Regions from separate parts of the Mus musculus genome. Here regions 2 and 3 are each linked to region 1. The links are chromatin contacts, called in public HiChIP or PLAC-seq maps. All regions are on one chromosome and are shown on one strand. Each heading gives the region's core, a stretch centred on a gene start, on an enhancer-like site or on the middle of the called end of the contact. The rest is flanking DNA. Distances are from core to core; before and after follow the strand shown. Region 1 overlaps Tmem132e (transmembrane protein 132E). Region 2 has its middle 23 kb from the start of Gm24612. Region 3 has its middle 73 kb from the start of Ccl1.

Region 1 (2,652 bases), core at 76-2,575:
GCAGCAGCAGCAGCAACAGCAGCAGCAGCACATTGCAGACCCAGAAATGGCAAGAAGTTGCCCATGGGTCAGGTAGCTGTTGTCATTGTGGATCCAGGCCAACCAAGCTCAGCAAATGGACTCTGGAGCCTGGGCTCCTCATAGAGCCCCTAGGAAGGCTCTTCTGTCTGTCTTCATGCTCAGGAATAATGCCACTCAGTTAGACTTAGGCAACCACATCCTTAGAGTGTCCCCTTCAGGATCTCTTCCCTGCTGACTGCTCAGAGTTCTTTCTTCCATGGTCAGCTGATCTGTCCACACACCTTCTGCCACCCATTGCCCATAAGGAGAGGAGGTGTTCCCTGCTCCAACTAGTAACCCCCCCATTGCCCTGTCTCCTGACCCTCCTCATTCCTTACTACCTTCCCCAAACACAGGTACCTCACCCCATGCAAATGACCACTGATGTAAGAACCCAGAATCCTGAGGGCCAGGTTCTCACTCTGAGCACCTCCCACTTGCTATTCTTGGCTGTATTTTTGGTCGGTGTTTTGTGTTTTGAGACAGGGGCTCAGTGTATAACCCAGGATGACTTAGAACTCACTGTAATCCTCCTGTATCTACCCCAGAGTGCTGGGATTGTGGAATTCCTAGATGCTCTTCTTGCTGGGTGCTCTGCTCGGGCCTCCAGGTTGGAGCTCCTTAGGCCTGGGTCTATGCCTTCAGCAGCTCTGTTAGTTGTTTGCAGGTCTGTCCCCTCAGAGACCAGTTGTGACCTCTCTGTGAACCCCCTGGCATCCAGCAGGGCTGAGAAGAAAGAAATCAAAGAGTGGATGCACTCCGAGGAGAGAAAGCCCCGTGACTTGGGCCGAAAGGTCCCTATTTGTAGCAGATGCCAGCCTCCGTTACCCAGCTAGTTCTGGAGCAGGCCCTGTGGAAGCCCTTCTTTACTGCCAGTCCAAGGGGACGATGGGAAGGTGGATGGCACTGTATAGTACAGGTGACATAAGTCCAGAGAGGTTACTCAGAGGCCCACAGCAGGAAAGAGGCTGGACTAGGATTTGAAACCAGGTTCTCTGACTGTTCAGAACCTGAACTCGGCTGCCCAGGGTGTCTCTGGGAACCAGATAGCCTGGGAAGGACCAGAACGCTTGGAAGTTGCAAGAGCAGGCTGGGCTGCCCCTCAACTGCCTGCAAAGTATTTGTATTTCCTTCTGTAATCATCCGTGACATCCTGAGTGAGCAGACACAGGTCCCTTGCTCTCAACTGTTGCATGGTCATTTGAGACCCTCAGAGCATGAACTGTATGACATGTACTGATAGGCCCAGCTGAGAAACCACGCTATGTGTCAAGGCTGGGTGCAGCCAAGTGGCTCCTTTGGGAATAGAGGTTCGGGTGCCCTGGGAACCCACTCTGCTGCAGGTGGGATCATGTAGGAAGTAACACCTGTGGAAGCTAGTCTGCCCCAGCCTGTGCCCCATTCTGGCAGAGGATGAAAGAGTCCTGTGCTAAGATAACTCTAAGCTGTGGCCATGCCTCTGGGCAGAGGGAGGGTGGGGCAACCTTCAGAGGCCCCTCCACATGTCGGTGAAAGAGTTTTTAGTCCGATACTGTCACAGAAGTACCACATAACATGTACCCTCTACACATACACACTCAAGAAGTCCCATGATCTGAAATAAGTGAGGTCAGCAGGTGCCTGAAGGGTGACCAAATGACGCTGGGGTGTTTGCTTGACTGCATTCCTCCTACAGGGTGTATGTGTGTCTCTACATGTGTATGTGTGTGTGTGTCTACATGTGTGTGTCTTTTGCGTATCTCTGTATGTGTCTGCGTGTGTGTATCTGTGTCTGCGTGTGTGTACCTGCATGTGTATGTATGTGTGACTGTATCTTTATATGTGGTTGTGCATGTGTGTGTGTGTATCTACCTGTGTGTGTGTATGTGTATGTATGTATCTCTGTGAGCATGTCTCTGTGTGTATATCTGTGTCTTTGAGTATGTCCTATGTGTGTATGTGCATGTGTATATATGTGTGTGTGACTTGTATTTGTGTGTATGAGCATGTGTGTGCATACTTGTGTTTTGCCTAAGGATGAGCCCAAGGTTTGAACCACTGAGCCACATCCCTAACCCTCTTTTGAAAATTACATTAAAAATCTTTTTAAAGTTTGTGTGTGAATGTGCGCTCACACATGCATGCCACAGCATATGTGTCAGAGGACAACTTTCAGGAGTCGGTTCTCTTCCACCATCCCGGGATCTGGCCATTGAGCTCAGTTTGCCAGACCCACACAGCAAGCACTTCTGTGTGTTGCAAGGCTCCCAGCCCTCTTTTCACTTTTCCATTTTGGACATGGTCTCGACAAGTTGCCCAGACTGCCTTGAACTTGCTCAACAGACCACTCAGGTCTTTAACTTAGGACCCTCCTGCCTCAGTCTTACAAGTAGCTTGGATTACAGACTTGTGCCACAACACTGAGCTATTAACAGACTGCTTTTAAGGGAAATGTCTTTGATTTTGTTTTGTGAGAGAGTGTCTTATGTAGTCTAGACTGACCTTGAACCTGCAAACTTCCTCAGCCTCTCAAATGCTGGAGTGACAAGCCTGTACTGCCACACCTGGCTTTCCCACTCTGTATAGGCCGGTCATGTCTTAGTTAGGGATGAC
Region 2 (2,652 bases), core at 51-2,550, 160 kb after region 1:
CAAAAATTACAATGTAATATAATTGCTCTATTAACAAGGTAATTACAGGTTTATTTTTAATTAGTTCATAATATGCTACAGATGGTGTGGTTGGCCGATAGGACCAAGTTTAACATTGCAAGAGGAAGAGGTTTTTTTTTTGTTTTGTTTTGTTTTTTTCCATCCTAACAGTTAAACTCTGAGCCATGGAACTAGGTGCAACTGGAATTGATCTAAAGACATGAATTCAAGCCAGTAGGCAGGGACTAAACATTTCTAATATCCCTTTCCCATGCCCTCCACAGCAACCTGAGCATGAATCCTATGGTGCCTGAAAGCAATGAGCAGAAAAGAAATTTCTCAATTAACAGCAAAATGCCCTCAGACCAAATAAGTAGACTGAGGCTCTGTGTAGCAGACAATGCTGGGTTTGGAGTCTGGAAGCTATTTCCAAACATACCTCTTCAAGGGAAGATTCATGGGACTTCAGGAAAGGTCATAGGGCTCCCTCCAAACCTGGGCAGGAAGCAGGGCTGGAGATAGGTTAGGGGACACGTGTGACTCACTTGTGACATAGCCATGTGAGTGCCCGCCCCAACTGTCTTTCATCTCAAAGCCTGGGATGGGGCCCAGGTGCCCACAGTTGTTGCAGGCGTCATCCCTTGGTTGGGGGCAGGGAAGAATTCAGGATGAGACCAGAGACTGGGTTAAGAGGATCTACCTGAAGAAGGAGGTGGATATCCAAGAGGCAAGACCACGGCCCTCTTAACCGCTGTGCAGTGACTCTGCCTTTCCCCTGGATTCAGCTAAGTCTCTCCACCCTGGTGGAGCTCTTAGGGAGTACTGGACACACCTCTTAGATGTCACTGCTTCTCGCCTCAGTGGCTGCTCCCTTCCAGAGACTCCCTCCTCCTCAGGGCCACTTCAGCTCCTTTCTAGCTCCTCTGCCTGGTTCCTAAGTCTCAGGGTGACCAGCTCCAACCTTCCATGTGAACCCCATTTCCAGAGACTCTAGAATTCACATGGCCCTTCTTCACTTATGTGCTGGCCTGAATTATGCATGACTTTCCTAGGTCAATGGCTTCCCAGTGCAACCAAAACAGAACCAAATGGCACACTATGTTATGCCACCCAACAGGTTCCCTGGAGAGACCCTACCTATGACAGCAAAAGGCGTGTTGGAAGTTTGCTCAGATGATGTATTCTCAGGATCTACCAGTAGGGAAAGAAGGAAGCGAGACCCGAACTGCTGATACCACCACAGCCTAGCAGAGCCCACAGGAGATACACACAGCTGTCCCAGGCAGGGAGTCAAATGTAAGCTGTTTTTCCCAGAAGCAAGGCATGACCCCTGCTGGACCAGGTGGCTCTTCTTCAGCTCCCTGTGGTTTCCTGAGAGGGACTCAGCTGCCCGGGGATGACTGCCACCCATGCAGAGTCCAGTACATACAACTGCAAGGCTGGTATGACCTGCCTCACCCCCAGTGCCTCTTTCCCCACCTCCCCAACACCTGCTGTGCTCTGCTCTCCCACATTGACCTTTATCTGGCCAACCTCAAGGCCTCTCTGCTTTTGCTGCTTCCTCTGTGCCTCAGTTACCTCATCTGTGAAGTGGGTAAGATAAGCATTCCTACCTCACACCCTGTTGAGGCTTCCCCACACCACAGAGGCATTACACCTTCAGAAGTGACAGAGGATTGGAAGGAAGGAAGTTTCCCTCCCTTCTCATTAAAGCATGGCTGTCCTGTCTCCAGGCCTTGTCTCCAGAGCCACTTTCTCAGACACGCCCTTACCACCCTTGCCAGGCACGTACTCACCCGATCTCCCAAGTTATCTTACTCATAGTACTAACAGTCCCTAATATAGTCATATTACTTTGCAACAGCCATCTTCATTGGAGGTCATTTTGTCCCCCATGAGACCTAGGAAATATCTAGAAACACATCTGGATATCACATCTAGGCAAGGAGTGCTGCCAGCACCCATGGGTAGAGGACAGGAGTGCACAGCACAACCTCTACAGGTGTCCTCAGAATGGAGGCTGGGATGTCCTGTCTTCCTGTTTGCTTTGCTTCCTCCTGAGAAAGTCTGTCTCATTCTCTCTCAGGCCCACCATGTTCATATCTTGTTAACTGGCAGAGCCTACAACAGCCTTCATGTAGCAGAGGGTCTAAAGAGGTTTGCAAAGGAGGTGACCTACTTTTCAGCTACATCATCTTTGTTGTTGAAATCCATTTGCCCTTTGCTCTTTTGTGAAGCAACAAACACAATCATGGAACAGAACCAGTCGCCATGGGCATGCCTCTAACCACAGCATTCATGAAGCAGAGACAGGAGGATGGATGCAAGTTTGAGGCCAGTTTAACTTACATAGCACATTCCAGGGCTACATAGTGAGAACCTGCCTTCAAAATAAAACAAAGAAGCCATTCATGTAACTGGCTTGTACCAAGATCGTCCTTAGACCCATATTAAGGTGACAGATGTTCTGTATACTTGACCTTTGAGACCTGCTCACACATCACTTCCCTGTGAAGCATGCCCCGACCTTGCCCTGTAACTCCTACCTTCACTAAGCCATCCCTGTCTCCACTCTCTCTCCAACCCCAAAGCCCCAACCCGCTGAGCGGCAGTGAAGTTAGCTGGAAATGCCAGGCAGCTCTTGGCCATGTC
Region 3 (2,652 bases), core at 110-2,609, 160 kb before region 1:
GTTTATCATCTCTTGCAGTGCCTGGGCTGTGCGGAGGACACATGTCAGAAAGCTTAGGCTTCCCACCCAAACCCCCAACGCCACAGTGACCAAGTATAGGCTGCAGGGACTCTTGCGGAATCCTCCTGGAATTTGAGCAAATCACCACTTACATACACCCCATTGTCTCTCCGTGTAATGGGGTCCACCCTAGCAACTGCCTGACAGCTGTGCCCCAGGCACACTACAGTGTCAGATGAATAGCCCCTTCCCTTTGTTTCCTGTGCAGCACACAGTAGGTGTTCTGTGAGCATTGCCCAGACACCCTCCTCCCTCTGAAGACAAAGGAGGGACGGGGTGGTCCAGCAGTGTAATATCAAACCTGCTAGAGCCGCTCTTACAGAATGTTCCCTAGGATCTCACCCATGTGTATGTGTGCTTGCTGTTCTGGCCCCCTCTCTCTCTCCCTCTCCCCCTCCCCCTCTCTCCCCTCTGTCCCCCACACTTCCTCCTTACCCTTTCTCCTAACTCACTCCCACCAGCCTCTCCAGGCCCCACATCTAGGCTGTAGATTCATCATCTGCCTCCTCTACAGCAAGCTTAGTTAGATATAGCCAGTGGTCACACTTGGCAAGTCAACACTAGCTATACTCTTGGAGCCCCAGACACTGGAGAAGGACCATCTGTGACCATCTGGCTCCTGACCTAAAGCTGGTGCTCCAGTAACAATGACTTAGCATTTCTAGTCCCACCTCAGATCTCAGCCACTGATGTTCTCAAGGCTCCCCAAACCCACCTTGCCTCTTTGTTTAGGCTTAAACAAGACCCATCACCCTTCCCTGTGCAGCTAACATGCTTTCTACTAGAGGCCCCTAGAATGTCCTCTCCCTCTCCCTCACATGCTGATGACAGTTCCTGGGTTTGTGGTTCGAGGGGGACACGGGGTGAATGGATTGTCCTTTGAGATAGGAGGTCTATCAGAAGAGTTACTGACACCACAGGTGGACAGATGGACAACAGAATGGCAGGGGCTTTGGAGGAGAGACCTCTGGCCCCTGAGCCAGAGTTAACTAGGTAGGTCTCTTCTTAAGGGTCCCAGAGGAAGAAGGAAGTTTCATGCTCTGTGAATAGTTCACAGCATGTGCCCTGCCTGTAATCTGAGGGAAGGAACATAAAACTCCAAAGAGGTGGGGGAAGTGGGGAAGTGCACACATCTAGCTGAATGGTGCCCTTTTTACAGTAACCCTTTCATGGCCCAGATTCTGATGTCCTTAGAGAAATGAGACTATTACTTGCCATTCTCCTGGGATCTGTGCACCTGGGGAGTATGTTGAAGGGTCACATATTCACTGAGAGGCTCTCATCAAGGGCTTGTCATTTTCTTCACAGCAGCTGTGAGAAGGAGGCTGTTGCCGGTAGGTGTGGCCTGATCAGCCCCTAGCTTGCATCTAACAGGTGCAGCTTCCAGACTCTTTATGCCAGCACTCATCTAAGTCTACTTAGCCAAAGGTATCTGCCTGGATGGGCGTTTGTCTAAGTCAGCATCCAGGTTTGTATATTAGCTATGACATAGGCACCAATAGTGTCTCGCCCAGGAACAGAGTAGGTATGATGTGGGGGTTCTTCAGGATGCTCAGGGGATTCGGGTGTGAAGCATAAATGATGCGGTGATGCTGAGATGCCGGGCACAGGGTGAGAGGTACACTTCAGCCTGCATGTGCACAGTGGGGCCTCTAGTGCGCAGGCCTTCCTGTACAAAGTCCAAGGTGCAATCGTTCCATACATCAACATCCCTGAGCCTCCCAGTGATTGAACAAGCCTAAGCTCTGCTCCCAGGCTCCAGTCCCAATGGGTGCATGAAACCCCTCTTAAAAACCAATTTAAAAACTCTGAGTCATGAGAGTGTGCTCTTCCCCTTCCAGAGCATCATTCACCACCATCATCTTACAGTCTCCTGGAAACCTTGTCCTCTTCTTCAGGAAGGGGGCTTGGGAGTACAGCCCATTTGAGGCTGACTTGTGAATCAAATCCCATCTTGAGATCCTAACTCCTAACCTTCAAGGTAGGGTATGGAAGGTTCCTGGGCACGTAGGATCCGCTGGGATAAGAGCTCCATCAAACCTCAGGCTCTCCTTCTCCCAGTGCTTCCTTCTCTGTCAGACAAGAGCCAGAATGATCCCACCAACTCAGTACTGAGGATGCCGACAGATAGATTTCCTCCAGCTGAGCTCAAGCTCGGCTTCCTTCAGGGATTTCTCTCTGAAGGTCCACTCCTACCCCACATCCAGGCCCTGGAATGTCCCCAAGCCACACAGTGCCTGTTTGCAGGTCTGTCTTCTGTCTCCACAGCAGCCTCTGAGCCTTTTTACAACAAGGACAGGGTCTCATTCATCTCGGGGCTGCTGCTTGGCACAGTGCCCAGCACATCTTAGCAATTTCAGAAGCTCTCCTGGACGTCTGAATGAATGAATGCATGAATGACTAGCCTAGGACACGAACCAAGTCTGTACACAGTTATTTTGAAACTGGTAATATATGGGAGAAAGACTTGGTGAATGCTGGGGTAGGGGTGGGGAACTGGCCTCAGGCCTTATCCCTTCTACCTGGCTAGTCCTTGGGTTAATTTCCAACAGGTGGAGTGGCTGTGCAGAGCAGAAAAAGTGAGCCTTGGCC

The links. HiChIP or PLAC-seq counts read pairs in DNA pulled down with a chosen protein or histone mark.
Region 2: a RAD21 HiChIP or PLAC-seq map of pro-B cells shows a contact between it and region 1, with 6 times the contacts expected there. The contact joins two enhancer-like sites. A contact is called at or near these places in 2 of 39 promoter capture datasets (the C10 cell line and liver), 1 of 15 datasets of contacts at CTCF or cohesin (pro-B cells), 9 of 484 Hi-C or Micro-C datasets (cortical neurons, embryonic stem cells, liver and 3 more) and 5 of 115 datasets of contacts at active chromatin or transcription factors (differentiating embryonic stem cells, embryonic hindbrain, forebrain and 2 more).
Region 3: a contact with region 1 is called in an H3K27ac HiChIP or PLAC-seq map of large pre-B cells, with 3 times the contacts expected there. The contact joins two enhancer-like sites. A contact is called at or near these places in 2 of 39 promoter capture datasets (the C10 cell line and liver), 9 of 484 Hi-C or Micro-C datasets (the C10 cell line, erythroblasts, liver and 6 more) and 1 of 115 datasets of contacts at active chromatin or transcription factors (large pre-B cells).

What each region holds. Positions count from the first base shown.
Region 1 is chr11:82,409,291-82,411,942 of GRCm38.p6, forward strand. The region is part of intron 1 of Tmem132e (transmembrane protein 132E); the gene reads left to right. Among named protein-coding and RNA genes, the nearest start is that of Tmem132e, 22 kb to the left of the region's middle. Within about 2 kb of position 1,326, at least 7 of the 459 cell types and tissues checked have an H3K27ac peak or open chromatin away from gene starts, as enhancers often do. A contact at or near this core is called in pro-B cells, where this site is marked.
Region 2 is chr11:82,571,976-82,574,627 of GRCm38.p6, forward strand. No RefSeq gene overlaps it. Among named protein-coding and RNA genes, the nearest start is that of Gm24612, 23 kb to the right of the region's middle. Within about 2 kb of position 1,301, at least 4 of the 459 cell types and tissues checked have an H3K27ac peak or open chromatin away from gene starts, as enhancers often do. A contact at or near this core is called in pro-B cells, where this site is marked.
Region 3 is chr11:82,251,227-82,253,878 of GRCm38.p6, forward strand. No RefSeq gene overlaps it. Among named protein-coding and RNA genes, the nearest start is that of Ccl1, 73 kb to the left of the region's middle. Within about 2 kb of position 1,360, at least 11 of the 459 cell types and tissues checked have an H3K27ac peak or open chromatin away from gene starts, as enhancers often do. A contact at or near this core is called in pro-B cells, where this site is marked.